Linked DNA regions of Ovis aries: region 1 is linked to region 2. A link is a contact called in public Hi-C data. All regions are on one chromosome and are shown on one strand. Each heading gives the region's core, a stretch centred on a gene start, on an enhancer-like site or on the middle of the called end of the contact. The rest is flanking DNA. Distances are from core to core; before and after follow the strand shown. Region 1 has its middle 19 kb from the start of ARHGEF38. Region 2 overlaps ARHGEF38 (Rho guanine nucleotide exchange factor 38).

Region 1 (7,129 bases), core at 4,145-6,644, 110 kb after region 2:
TCTGACTCTTTGCGACCCCATGAATCGCAGCACGCCAGGCCTCCATGTCCATCACCAACTCCCAGAGTTCACTCAGACTCTCGTCCATCGAGTCAGTGATGCCATCCAGCCATCTCATCCTCAGTCGTCCCCTTCTCCTCCTGCCCCCAATCCCTCCTAGCATCAGGGTCTTTTCCAATGAGTCAACTCTTCGCATGAGGTGGCCAAAGTACTGGAGTTTCAGCTTTAGCATCATTCCTTCCAAAGAAATCCCAGGGCTGATCTCCTTCAGAATGGACTGGTTGGATCTCCTTGCAGTCCAAGGGACTCTCAAGAGTCTTCTCCAACACCACAGTTCAAAACCATCAATTCTTTGGTGCTCAGCCTTCTTCACAGTCCAACTCTCACATCCATTCATGAGCACTGGAAAAACCATAGCCTTGACTAGACGGACCTTAGTCGGCAACTAATCAGCTTAATAATTTAAGATGATTAAATTTCCTTTAAGGTGTATCTTTAAAGTTACTTAAAATGTTAAACAAAACAGACAAAATGGGGTACCTCTAACTTTACCAGTGAATATGTGTATAACCCTCATAGAAAACGTTTCTAGAAGTATATTGTTATATTAAATCCAAATCAGTATCTTTCTTTAAGTCAATAAAAAGCTACTATTAAATATAAATGCTGAGTTACCAAGTTTCATTTCATATTAAAATACAGACTTTAATTTTGGAAATTTCTGTCTTTGGGATGATTTATTTCTAAGAGTAAATCACCAAGGTCTTATTTCCTCCCTTTAATAATGAAGAAGGTGATACTGATTTAATTGTAAGCAAAACAGAGAAGAAAAGAGTGATCAGAATGGTAGCTTCTCTATCTCTTCATCTTGTGATTTAGAGAAAGATACTCTACATATTTTGGAGAAGCCAATGGCACCCCACTCCAGTACTCTTGCCTGGAAAATCCCATGGATGGAGGAGCCTGGTAGGCTGCAGTCCATGGGGTCGCTGAGGGTCAGACACAACTGAGCAACTTCCCTTTCACTTTTCACTTTCATGCATTGGAGAAGGAAATGGCAACCCACTCCAGTGTTCTTGCCTGGAGAATCCCAGGGACAGGGGAGCCTGGAGGGCTGCCATCTATGGGGTCGCACAGAGTTGGACACGACTGAAGCAACTTAGTAGCAGCAGCAGCAGCACTCTACATATTTATCCACAAAAGTGACAATAAATAAAGTTGCATATAAACTCAAAGGAAAAGTAAATATTTTCTGAAATTCCATCTGATTTGAGTCTTGGACAAAAGCTGTAAGTGTTAGGACAATTATGAAAACTTGAGATGGAGAGATAGAAATGAAAGTTTCTCATTCCTGAAGGTTGGTATCTGTTACCTTATTACATCAAAGCACTGTGATTGGAGAAAAAAAAAAAAAAAAGATAACAAAAAACTCCTATCAGTAAAGAACAGCTTTCAATGCTCTCCTTTTTTTTTTTTTTTTGTCAGTGTAAGCATTCCAGATAAAAGAAAGGAAAAGTGTCTTCACTGTGGCTTCAGGACTGCCTAGAAAACAATGGCTTCAAGTTGGCACCTAAATTACTATTTCTTAGACCAGAGTATAGAATGTATTTATTTATGGTGTGGTGGGGTGGCAGTTAGGGCAAGACTTTTTCCCCTAAATAAAAATTCCTGTGCATCCAACATGTTAAACAAATGGAAGAATAGAATGGATCTATAAGGCAGACTATAGTTTTGTTTTTTAATAAGTGGAAAACATTTCATTGTTGCAGGATCCACGAGCACATTCTCAGAACCCTGTATGTCATATTCAGAACTGTCCCACATTGAGTTAGTTCAGTTTGGACAGTTTGACGATTTAAAATCTTTTAGCCTAAATCTAAGAACAACTACATGAGGAAAATCACAAGAGCTTTCAACACTTGCCAGAGAAAGTTAATGTCTTACCTTTTCTGTTTAGTACGTTGCATACCAGAGAATGAGAAAAGGTATCCTGTAAGCATGCAATTGAATAAAAGAGATTCAAAACATAAACAGAGGTGCTTTATGCTTCTATCTGTGTTTTGTGTCAAGAATGCTATGGAAACATATCACTAGCTAGGATTTATTGAGTGCTCAGTGTGTGCAAGCTATAAGCAAGGTACTTCTCATGGATCCTGGCACTTAATTCTCACAAGAACCTCATGAGATAGATACAATGACTCTTGATGTACAAAGAGTAAAATTAAGGTTAGAGAGTTTAAGTAATTTACCAACATTATAAACGGTAAGTTATGGAGTCAGAATCCAAACTCAGGTATAAATTTCTAACTATTATGCCATATACATGTAACATTATTGAAAAAATACTTATCTTTTAAAGAAATTACATTCTAATTATTTTGGCCCAGTTCAGTTCAGTTCAGTTCAGTCGCTCAGTCATGTCGGACTCTTTGTGACCCCATGAATTGCAACACGCCAGGCCTCCCTGTCCATCACCAACTCCCGGAGTTCACTCAGACTTGTGTCCACCGAGTCAGTGATGCCGTTCAGCCATCTCATCCTCTGTCGGCCCCTTCTCCTCCTGCCCCCAATCCCTCCCAGCATCAGAGTCTTTTCCAATGAGTCAACTCTTCGCATGAGGTGGCCAAAGTACTGGAGTTTCAGCTTCAGCATCATTCCCTCCAAAGAAATCCCAGGACTGATCTCCTTTAGAATGGACTGGTTGGATCTCCTTGCAGGCCAAGGGACTCTCAAGAGTCTTCTCCAACACCACAGTTCAAAAGCATCAATTCTTCGGCACTCAGCTTTCTTCACAGTCCAACTCTCACATCCATACATGACCACTGGAAAAACCATAGCCTTGACTAGACGGACCTTTGTTGGCAAAGTAATGTCTCTGCTTTTCAATATGCTATCTAGGTTGGTCATAACTTTTGGCCCAGTTAAATTCTCATAATTATACCTCCCTCACCACCTCTGTGACACTGGCATATAGTTAATGACAAGGAAATATAATTATTACTATGATTTTCAACAAATCAATACATCACAACCTCACTGATGACATATTTGTCATCTGTGAAAGAAGAAAATAGCTTTTACAATGCTAGAACTTTACTTTAAAAATCAGAACAGGTGCTAAGAAAGACAAATTTTGAGAGTTCATTTCCAAGCAATGTTATTGACAGAGCAAAGGTCACCTTGGATTGATAAATACTAATCTGTATCTGGCTGCTAAACTGTAGTATACAAAAAGAATACTCTTTAAGCCAGTAATAATTCAATCTTAATTATCTTTTAAAGGATATGTTTTAAAATTATATCTTGAAGTTCATCTGAAGGTGAACAGGCTTAATTCAAAATATGTGCTATGCTTTTAAGTTTTTTTTACTTAAAGTTGAAGACAGAAAAATATTTGAAATTTTGTTTGCAAGCAAAGTGTTTGAATCTGAATAACAGTTTCCACTTAGTTTTTTCAAATGTTTATCCAATCGATTAAAACCCAATGTCCCAGTTCTCCTTTACAAGACAAGCAGATGTTCCTGGTGTTTATTTCCCTTTGATATTTCATTCAGAAAGCAAAGATTCGAGTTAAAATTCTGTAAGTCCATTAAACTATTATTTGACCCAACCCCTGCTGTTGAAATTTATTATGATTTTTCTTATGATTATAAAATGAGACACGTTTATTATAGACAGTACTGAAAACACAGAAAGAGATAATAAAAATTAACTGCAACTCCAGGACCTGGAAATAAAAGTATTTCTTTCACAGACAGTACATCCTTTGTGCAATTTCTCTTTTATGCATTTCTGTACAAATATGACTCTTCAAAGTCCCTTGGACTGCAAGGAGATCCAACCAGTCCATCCTAAGGGAAATCAGTCCTGAATGTTCTTTGGAGGACTGATGCTGAAGCTGAAACTCCAATACTTTGGCCGCCTGATGTGAAGAACTGACTCATTGGAAAAGACCCTGATACTGGGAAAGATTAAAGGCAGGAGGAGAAGGGGACGACAGAGGATGAGATGATTGGATGGCATCACTGACTCAATGGACATGAGTTTGGGCAAGCTTCAGGAACTGGTGGTGGACAGGGAAGCCTGGTATGCTGCAGTCCATGGGTTTGTAAAGGGTTGGACATGGCTGAGCGACTAAACTGAACTGAACTGATACAAATATGAGACCATTTTTTGCAGATTTTTGTAACTATTTCAATTAAGAAAATGTAATGAGCATCTCTCTGTGTCATATTAATATGTATAATTTATATAACTAGTTGTCTCAAGTTAGAACTTGGATATTCCCGTTTTTTATTATAAATGATGTAACATTAAACGTCCCTGCACATAAATCTTTGTGTACACACTCTTTTTTTCCTTTCCATAGACTAGAAATATTTTGCATAAAATTAAAATATGATTCCAGAAACACTAATTCATTAACATAATGATATTTTGTAAATTATTTGAATATATTTATAGTTCCAGGGCATCCTTCCTTTGAGCATTTTGAGAAGTTTCATATACATTAAACTTAATTCCTGTTGTTTGATGGGTCAGCTTTTTTTAAATGAAGGGAATGAAAGAAAGTGGCAAGAAAGAGTTTACCGAGTGAGAGGATAGAGAAAGCAAAAAAGGGGAAATAATCTTTGCTGCTTCATTCATTCTTTTCTTCTTCTAGAATATTGTCCCTGCCTTGTCTACCTAGGCAACGCTTTTCAGCCTCCTAAATCTCCATGCAGCTGTAACATCATCTCCCATGTCTATGTGGTGATTCTATGTGTGAGTTCTCTTAGCCACTTTCTACAAATCCTGGCTCTTTTCTTCGTGTATTGTAATTTGACCTCACTGGCAATAATATTTTGTAGCTCTGACTTGTCCTCTGGCAGGGACTCAAGGTAAGGCCTGTATTCTATTCATCTCTGCATCTCTGGTGACTAAAGGAGAGCTTATATAAATGTTATTTTATAAATGTTTAAAGAATAAATGAATAAGTGAATGGCAAAGTCTACCATCTCCACAAAGAAGCTATATTTTCTGTTCTGGGATAAGGGGAGAAGGTTAGGAGAATTTATTGCCAGGGCTCCTGGACTTTTTTTCCCTGAAGGGGAAGAAAGAAAGGGAGGGAGAGAGTTCTATATCTGTAGTCTTAAAAGCAGACTGCAATGACTCTCATTGTCTGTGTTCAGGGACCTGATAAACAATCTGCTCAGTTAAGTAGACAAAATACAAACCTCAACAATATAAACGAAATTCATCACAGTAGCAAATTCATGGAGGTTTTAAACCTAGGTAAAATAAAAATTGTATATCTGGTTCCTTTGGACAAATTTGTTTCCCTTTCTTCCCTCTCTCAAAGGAAACAAAGATCAGCAAATACTAGCAGCCAAAATATCTGTCTTTGTGTGCCTGCCAAGCTTTAGAGTGTTCCCTTGATTGCAGTGAACAATGCGTTATATAGAACTGTAGAGACCAGTACTAGAAGACTCATTAGTGCTTTCTTGTGGAAACAGCTGTCTGGTGGGTTTGTGTTTGCAGAGGAACTCGTATTAATAAAGCTACGTTAATATAGCTTTCCCTAATGCTTTTTAATGGTTTTGCGATTTGTTTTCATAGATGACTTGACAAATCAAGTCTGAAACAAAGAGTCATTTCATAGTGTTTCTTTAGTCACCAAAATATTTTGCCATACTTTCCATGGAAGTTCTAGATCAGTACTATTTCCACTCAGATTTCAGGCAGAAAGGACACTAGGGGTTCAGTAGAGGCACCAAGCCTTCCCTTCTCTTCTCCTTCCAATCCAAAACACCAGGCCATCCTGGAGAAATGAAAATCTCTATTGAAAGCACGCTGATACACACATGATCTTAAACAATGCTGTAAACAAACTGAGGAGGCGTGAAAAGGGGGGAAGGATTAGTTTAGGATGATTTTTTCACACCAAGTTATCCTGTCCTCTGCTTTGTGTTTTATGCATGTCTGTGTTTGAGTTTGTTATATGGAACATATATTTATAACAAAAACAAAGACTCAAAAATGCAAAAATAAAATCATAAGGCAAATGAGAAAATCACAAATATGAAAGAGTTAAGATCATTAATCATATCTTACTGGCAAGAATTCAAGAAACTGATAAAAAGGACATCACAAAAGAGTCCCGCATGACTTAGCAACTTAACAACGACAACCCCTCAGTAATAAAATGTGGGCAAAGATCATGAATAGACATCTCCCAAAAAAGGAAGTGCAAATGGTAATTCTTCTACAACTGTGTTCCCTTTACCTCACAAAGGACAACAGAGTTATTTTTCTAAAACAAGATCATATTTACTCCCCTGATGCAGTTTTTCCTCCATATTCTAAGTGCTTTTCAACTTTTGTAAGAAGGGGGTTACAGTACCACAGATTGAGAGAATGTTCATTGAACAGCAGTCTGTGATTGGTGATGATTGAAGATCATTTTCAGAAGAGTAGAGTGACATGAGCTAGATTTCAGAGGTTTAAAGAAATAATTGTAAGAAACAACTTCAGGATAAATATAATCCACACATTTGAGAAGCTTATCAAGGAAAGGGAGTAAAACACAACAATGACTAGGACTGTGTGTTAGTCGCTCTGATGTGTTCAACTCTTTGCGACCCCATAGATATAGCCTGCCAGGATCCTCTGTCCACAGAATTCTCCAGACAAGCATACTAGAGTGGGTTGCCATTTCCAACTCCAGGGGATCTTCCTGACCCAGGGATCAAACCTGGGTCTCCCTCATTGCAGGCAGATTCTTCACCATCTGAGTCACCAGGGAAGCCCAATAACAAGGAGGGGAAATGGTTATTAACCTCCCCATGTGTCTAGCAGACACTGAGGAGGCATGAAAAGGGGGGAAGACATGTCTGCTAGACACATGGGGAGGTTAATAACCATTTGATCTTGTTTTGGCTTCCTTCATTCCTGTTAGTTTGTTTCTATGCGTTTTTAGAAGGATAAGCAATATAACTCACACTCATGGAAAATTTGAGAAGTACTGATTAGCATAAGGAGATAGAAGGCATCATCCCAAGGTCCCACCATCCAGAAACAGTAGTGATATTTTAGAGAATTCATTTCAACACCTTTTATAGAATCCCTTTACATTTTAATATGTATGAGA
Region 2 (7,152 bases), core at 1,694-4,193:
CAATGATTAAGGTTAAAAGATATTTAAGCGCTCTAATTGAAAGTCATCTATTCACCCAGAGGCCAAGCACAATACTGGCGGGCAGAATATTTGATTCCCCTCCCAGCCCTACCAATGTATTCTGCTTCATAATAGTGCAGATGAAGCGACGTGTCTTGCAGCAAAAAAAAAAAAAAAAAAAAAAGATTCTGTTTCCACGGTAACGTAACTCTGGGCTGCGTTTCTTCAGTGGTGAAGGACAACTGCTCTGCTACTGTATGTGAGTTTGAAGGGATGATTAAGAGTGGAGAAGGGACTGAGCCAAGATCGGCGAAGGTAATTTCCCTCCTGGATATCTGTCACAAAAGCACCAGAATCCTATGAAATAAATATAACTATTGTGTGCTTCTTTTTAAAAAATTCTGCATCCCAAGACTTTCTACACTGGCTTCCCCTCAGAATAACTGCCATGCAAAAGGAGGAAGAAAATGCACTTTTAAAAATGCACTTACTTATCTCCGTTAAGAACAACTCTCAGGATTATTGAACACATTTTATGTCCTGGCCTCACTATCCTGTGGGGCACATTGCTCCCTTCATTAATGTAGATATATTCATGTTTTTCTTCTTGGCCCACCTCTTCTTTACCTCCAGACTCTCATGTCCATCCCTAAGATGTATTATGCTGACCCCATTTCTAGATGAACTTCCCTTGCAGGTAGGTGATCTGGGGTGAAACCAATGATGCCCGAAAAGACTATCAGAGGCCTTGTTTAGGAAAATGGCATAAAAGGAAACGAAGCAGTTATAGTCTTTATTTAGTTCATCCTAATTTGATAGCCATTTAATGAGTGCCTGTGGTGGTGCATGCTCAGTCATGTCTGACTCTTTGCGACCCCATGGACTGTAGCCCACCAAGCTTCTCTGTCCATGGGATTTTCCAGGCAAGAATACTGGAGCGGGTTGCCATTTCCTCCTCCAGGGGATTTTCCCGACTCAGGGATGGAACCGGGGTCTCTTGCATCTCCTGCTCTTTGGCAGTGGATTCCTTATCACTGTGCTACCTGGGAAAGCCAGTGAGTGACCAGCATGCCCTAAGTACTTTGGTAGGTCTGCAGAGAAAAAGAATCAACACTTCCCTCAAGGGACTTACGAAGGTCAGCAAAGGATAGAGAAGAGTAAACCCCATTTAGCATGCTATGGGAAAAGAATGACAGTAACTATAAATACAGAGGGTGAGCCATTCTGCTCTTGAGAAACTGAACTCTTTCCTTAAGAGTCTACCCTTGAAGTAGGAGCTATGAGCAAGTACAGAAGCACAGAGACGCATGGAGGAAGCAAGTTCTGCTCAGAAACTGCAAGTGATCTCAGTTGGCTGGCTGGTGCCATACCTGGGGGGAGGTTTCAGCAGAAGCTATATAGGTAGGCAGGGGCCAGACCATGGAAGACTTTGTGCATCATTAAGAAGCTGGAACTTTAACCTGAAGGTCATGGAGAAGCACTGATGGAGTTTAGGCAGCAGATTTACATGATGAGACTGTATTTTAGAAAGTTTACTGTGGGAGTTAGTTATCTGAACAATGGAATTTGAGGGAGGAGTTAGGGAGATAGGAAAAGAGAAACCAATTGAGAGGCTTCTATAACTATACAAGAAATAAATAATGAGGCTAAAGTAGAATGTTACAGCGGTTGAGAGAATGCTCGCAAATCAATTGCCTGGTATCAGATTCTGGTTTTACCATTTACTCATGTGACATTTGGGAAAATTACCTGATTTTTCTGTTTCTTAATTTCCTCATCTGTAGTAGGAAATAATCATAATGGTAGGGTTGTTTAATGATTCAATGAGTTAAAATATGTAATGTGTCTATCTTGGCATGTGCAAATGTTCATTAGATATTAGTTATAACCATGAGAGCAAAATCAGGGAGGATGAAGAAGAGAGAAGAAAAAACATACATTGACCTTGTAAGAGAGAAGAGGATAACTCCAGGCATATCTCAGGAAGCGGTTTCAGTAAACATGTGGATAGACAATGATGATAAGATAAAGAGGGTGTTTTTATGGGAAGACAACAAGTTTAATTTTAGAAGTATTGACTTTGAGTCACCCATAGTATATTAAAGTGAAGAGCCCTTTATGGAATTGCAATATGAGTCTGGGATTCAGGAAATAGAAGATCTAGAAAAGAGATTAGGGCTTTCCTGGTAGCTCCGCCGGTAATCCTCCTGCAATGCAGGAGACCCTGGTTTGATTCTTGGGTTGGACAGATCCCCTGGAGAAGGGATAGGCTATCCACTCCAGTATTCTTGGGCTTCCCTTGTGGCTCAGTTGGCAAAGAATCTGTCTGCAATGCGGGAGACCTGGGTTCAATCCCTGGGTTGGGAAGATCCCCTGGAGGAGGGCATGGCAACCCACTCCAGTACTCTTGCCTGGAGAATCCATGGACAGAGGAGCCTGTCAGGCTACAGTCCATGACATTGCAGAGTTGGACATGACTGAGCAACTTAGCACGCACACATCTTATTTGAGCTGGTAAGGTTTTGTTCTTTATTTTTGTGTTTAGATAAGAGGATGGGTGGTCTGTAAACTCACTGTGATAATCACTTCTTGATGTATGTAAACGAAATCATTATGCAATACACCTTAAACCTATACAGTGCAATATATCAATTATATCTCAATGAAACGGGAAGGAAAAATTCTCAAGCATAAACTGCGATCTAAGATCTATCCCAAAAGGCAGTTCTCCAGTTCTGAGTAAAACCTGATTGTCAGGACAGAGCATTCAGAGTACAGAGACGGGAGTAGGACTGCTCCGAGGATGGAGTATGACCCCCTTCCAGAAAAGAAGTTCTGAGATCTGAGCAAGATAATACAGGCCTCTGAATGTCACTTCCTGGGTGAGTGAATATGCCATCCCCAGATGAAAAAGCTTTCCTGGCAGCTTGCACCAGACTGACTGGGAGAATTTCTCGTGGTCTGCTGTCCTCCCTGGATAGGAGCCCAGCCACTGGGACTAAACAAGGCTGCAGTTCAGCCAGCCCAAATGCCAGGTGTATATGTTTTATTCCTTTTATTCTGAGCCTCCTCTGTTCTCCAGGGGAAGGCAAAATGAGGAGGGAGGCGAGAAGGAAGAGGTTGGAGAGTAAATGCAGCTTATAGAAGCCACTATCCTTTGCCTTTCGTCTCATTCAGTTCCTGCCTCGCCTGGGGATAACACTGACTGCTGAGAGATACTCCAGGGATGCTAGTTAGGGTTATGAAATCCAAACCCAAGTGCCAGGTGGAATGTGCAGCCACAGGATTCAAACAAGCATGTCCCTTGAGTATCAATTGTATAAAGATATTTGAAGGAAAAAAAATTATTTTCATGTGAAAGGATAGCATGGAAAATTTACTTGAATTCTTAAGATAAAATGAGATTTCAAATTATTTCATGCCTGTGGCTGTGGCTTCAGGTTGGAACTCCACATTCCCTGGGGCTCATGAAATTTCTCTTCTGATGTTAGCAATTACTCGGTTAAAAATTTTCACAAGTGCTGCTGCTGCTGCTGAGTCACTTCAGTTGTGTTCGACTCTGTGAGACCCCATAGACAGCAGCCCAGCAGGCTCCCCTGACCCTGGGATTCTCCAGGCAAGAACACTGGAGTGGGTTGCCATTTCCTTCTCCAATGCATGAAAGTGAAAGAGAAGTCGTGTCCGACTCTTCGCGACCCCATGGACTGCAGCCCACCAGGCTCCTCCGTCCATGGGATTTTCCAGGCAAGAGTGCTACCGTATGATAAATTCAGAAAAATGTGTTCATTGGATTTGACAATTCTGAGGTCTCTGGTGATGTGGTAACAGCAATTTTAGAGAAGTGGTTTTAGGAGGGGACAGGGTAAGACCAGTAAGAGGTTGATAGACCATAAAATGAAAAAAAGAAAAAGGAAGGGAGCCAGAGCAGATGGTGGGGTCCTGTCCCATGATCACAGTGCATCCAGTGCTAGGGAGGACAATGTCGTTATTGTGCTGGGGTCTCTCAAAGGAAAGGCTATTCCATCACTGACAGTGTAACAGATGGGCAGGATAAACTGGGGAGCAATAGTAGGCAATAGTGATGGACAGTATGTAGTATGTAATAAGACCTATATTAGGAAGAGCTAGGGCTCCCTTATAAATGTGTCTAGAATTAGTGATGCTATTTGGAGAAACTCAGGCTCTTAGCTTTTTCATCTGAACAGTGAGATGGCTGGATTGGAATTGGGCTTCCCTGGTGACTCAGATGGTAAAGAATCTGCCTGGAAGGCGGGAGACCTGGTTTTGATCTCTGGGTTGGGAAGACCCTACGAAGGGAATGGCAACCCACGCTAGTATTCTTGCCTGGAGAATTCCAGGGACAGAGGAGCCTGGTGGGCTACAGTCCATGGGGTCACACAGAGTTGGCTAAGACTGAATGACTACACTTTCTTTTCTTTTTAAGTATTAGTCTAGCACTAACACTCAAGGATAAAACTGTTTATTTTGATAATAACTCAAGGTCTCTTCCTGAACCTTTTTGACTTCCTGGATACCTTAACTCCATGTTGGGATTTTTATAACAACTCACACATTAAGGAAACATTGGTTCTCTGAGAGTTGAAAGTTAAAACATTTCTGCTGCCTAGGTCGGGAAAAGGTACAATAACCTTCCCTCCTCAGGAGTGATAATGCTAAGGACCCCATTCTCAGACCACCTTGGTAAATACCTCTCTTGAGAATGCTTGCCTCTGCTAGTTTCTCTTCACCACCTACCAGCCTTGGAAAATGACACAGGAGGACTTGGTAACAACAAGAGCAATGACAATTACTGTATTCCCTCAGTGTACCAACTGGCATCCTGGATACTGAGCACTGTCTCCGCCATTCATTTCATTCATTCACCAAGTACTTATTGAGGACACAATTCTAGGTGCTGGTAATACAACAATAACAAAACAGACAGGAATCCACGCCCCCCTACCTGGGGCTTGGGTCCTAGACAGGTGCGCACTCTGTCTCTCCCCTCTGCCACCAAGGTCTGGCCATCCCCATTGGAAAAAATGAACCAGTGAACCTGCTTTCTGTTGCCAGTTGCTTATCTATTCTCTCATCTTCCAAACTTTTATTGTTTGGACCACAAATGCACCCAGTTAAAAATACTAACCTTTTCCCCAGTCTCTGGTGGTGCAGGTGGTTAAGTCTGTGTGTGTGTGTGTGTGTGTGTGTGTGTGTGTGTGTGTGTGTGAGAGAGAGAGAGAGAGAGAGAGAGAGAGAGAGAGAGAGAGGAGGGAGGGAGGGAGGGAGACAGACAGAGATGGAATAATGTGTGTGCAAAATGAGATCATGAAGTATAGGAGAAGTCACTGGGAAAGCTTTCTATTTCCCCCAAGTGAAAAAAGCCAGAGCAGGAGATGGTTTTGCTCTTATTACCTGCAGGAAGCATGCTTGGCAGTGGAGTAACCATCTTGAGGCCATGAAGCCAGATACCACAAGTTAAGTACTGGGAAGGAAAAAGCTGGAAGTAGCCAGCAAGTAGCTGTCTCTGTTCTAGGCTATTGAGTTATGGATTTCTTGTTATGTGAGGGAAAAAGCTAAGTCCTTTTGGTGAAGTTTCTATTCCAGGCAGGCAAGGGTGGTTCTCACTGATCAAGCGACTTGCCCCAACATGGAGGCAGCAGTGATGGAGCCAGCGTCAGGGCACCGATCTGGCTACATTCTTGCCAGGCTCTTGTGCCCCTCAAGTGTGGCATCTCTGCTAACAGCTTTTCCTTCTGGCTTCCTAACAGTTGGGAGAGTGTTCAGGGACTCACAGCACTCTTACACTCACAGAAGTTTGGGACTTCTATGTGTATTCTGTACAATATCTGACTTCCCACCACCCCTTTCAAGGCTAACAGCACAACTCAGCCACCGACCCCCAGGAGCCAGCTCCACATTGTAGAACTTCACTTTCTCCTCAGGGAACAGAACTACAGAACTTATTACTAAGCCCTCCCGGTTTTCTTTTTATTATGAGAAATAAGTCCTGGTAGACCTGGGGCTCAGGAGACCGGAGGTCCAACTTTTGCATTGTCTCCTGGTGACTGCCTCCTGCTGATTTTTCCTTTCCTCTGTGGATTTGTGTGTACTTGACCTTGAACCACCCCTCTCCACCTTTCTTTCTGTCCTGCTTTCTGAAGCTGACAGCTTTCTTGTTACCGACAGTATTTGGAATAAAACGCCCTGACCTTTCACTGCTGTGTCTGGGTCTCTGTCCACCTGCTGGCCTCACATATCCCACTGAGCAGGGGTGAAGCTCCCAAACCTGCCCTCACTGATCAGGATGAACAAGGCCAGGCCTTTCCATGTTCTGAGTAACACGCGCACACACACACACACACACACACACACACACACACACACACACACGTGCATGCGATATAATAGTACCAGAACAGTGATTCAGGTGAACTACTTTGTGGCATCTCCCACACAGCATTATTGTCAATGACGAATCTCTTTTCACAGAATCACTGCTAAGGGCACAGATTCCTGCTTCAGGGACATACAAGAGACACAGCTTTAGGAGAACAAAGGACTGCCACAGAGTAACAGTGCTTCACCCACTCCATCTTCAAAGAACAGAAAGCTCTATACCGTATTTGTCTCCGAGGATAAACTCACCCTGAGGAAAAAGCATGTGAGAAACTGTAATTCCTATACCACAAGCTTCTGTCAGCTCTGGTTCTCTTTACCCTGCGTGTGAAGTAAGCAGAGAAAGTAACCAACCTCACACATGTTCAGAACTCAGTCTTTTAAAAATACTTTGAAACATTACAACATTGTTGAAAATTTGTAGAAGAGGACATAGCCCTGTTTTGGTTCTCTGTCACTACGTAACAAACCACCCTAAAATTTAGCGTCTTAAGACCAGCGACCATTTGATCTCTTCTCCTGATTCTGTGGGTTGGCAGGTATCACCTCAGTGGTTCTGCTTTACTTGAGGTTTGCTGGGGCTGCAGTCATTCAGAGGCTTAACTGGCTGGCTGGTCCAAGATGGCTCATTCCCAAGCCTGGGTGCCTTGGCAGGGAGGCTGGGACAGTGGGACCACTTTCTCACTAGGATAGTCTCAGCTCTAATCTTTCTCCGTGTGATATTCCCCTGGGGTGGCTGGATTTCTTAAATGGCAG

What was found. Hi-C and Micro-C count contacts between places; a contact is called where the count stands out from the background.
Region 1: a Hi-C map of hypothalamus shows a contact between it and region 2, with 4 times the contacts expected there. The contact joins two enhancer-like sites. A contact is called at or near these places in 3 of 16 Hi-C or Micro-C datasets (hypothalamus, liver and tail adipose tissue).

What each region holds. Positions count from the first base shown.
Region 1 is chr6:20,036,712-20,043,840 of ARS-UI_Ramb_v3.0, forward strand. No RefSeq gene overlaps it. Among named protein-coding and RNA genes, the nearest start is that of ARHGEF38, 19 kb to the left of the region's middle. Within about 2 kb of position 5,395, at least 5 of the 54 cell types and tissues checked have an H3K27ac peak or open chromatin away from gene starts, as enhancers often do. A contact at or near this core is called in hypothalamus, where this site is marked.
Region 2 is chr6:19,933,363-19,940,514 of ARS-UI_Ramb_v3.0, forward strand. The region is part of intron 3 of ARHGEF38 (Rho guanine nucleotide exchange factor 38); the gene reads right to left. Among named protein-coding and RNA genes, the nearest start is that of ARHGEF38, 85 kb to the right of the region's middle. Within about 2 kb of position 2,944, at least 10 of the 54 cell types and tissues checked have an H3K27ac peak or open chromatin away from gene starts, as enhancers often do. A contact at or near this core is called in hypothalamus, where this site is marked.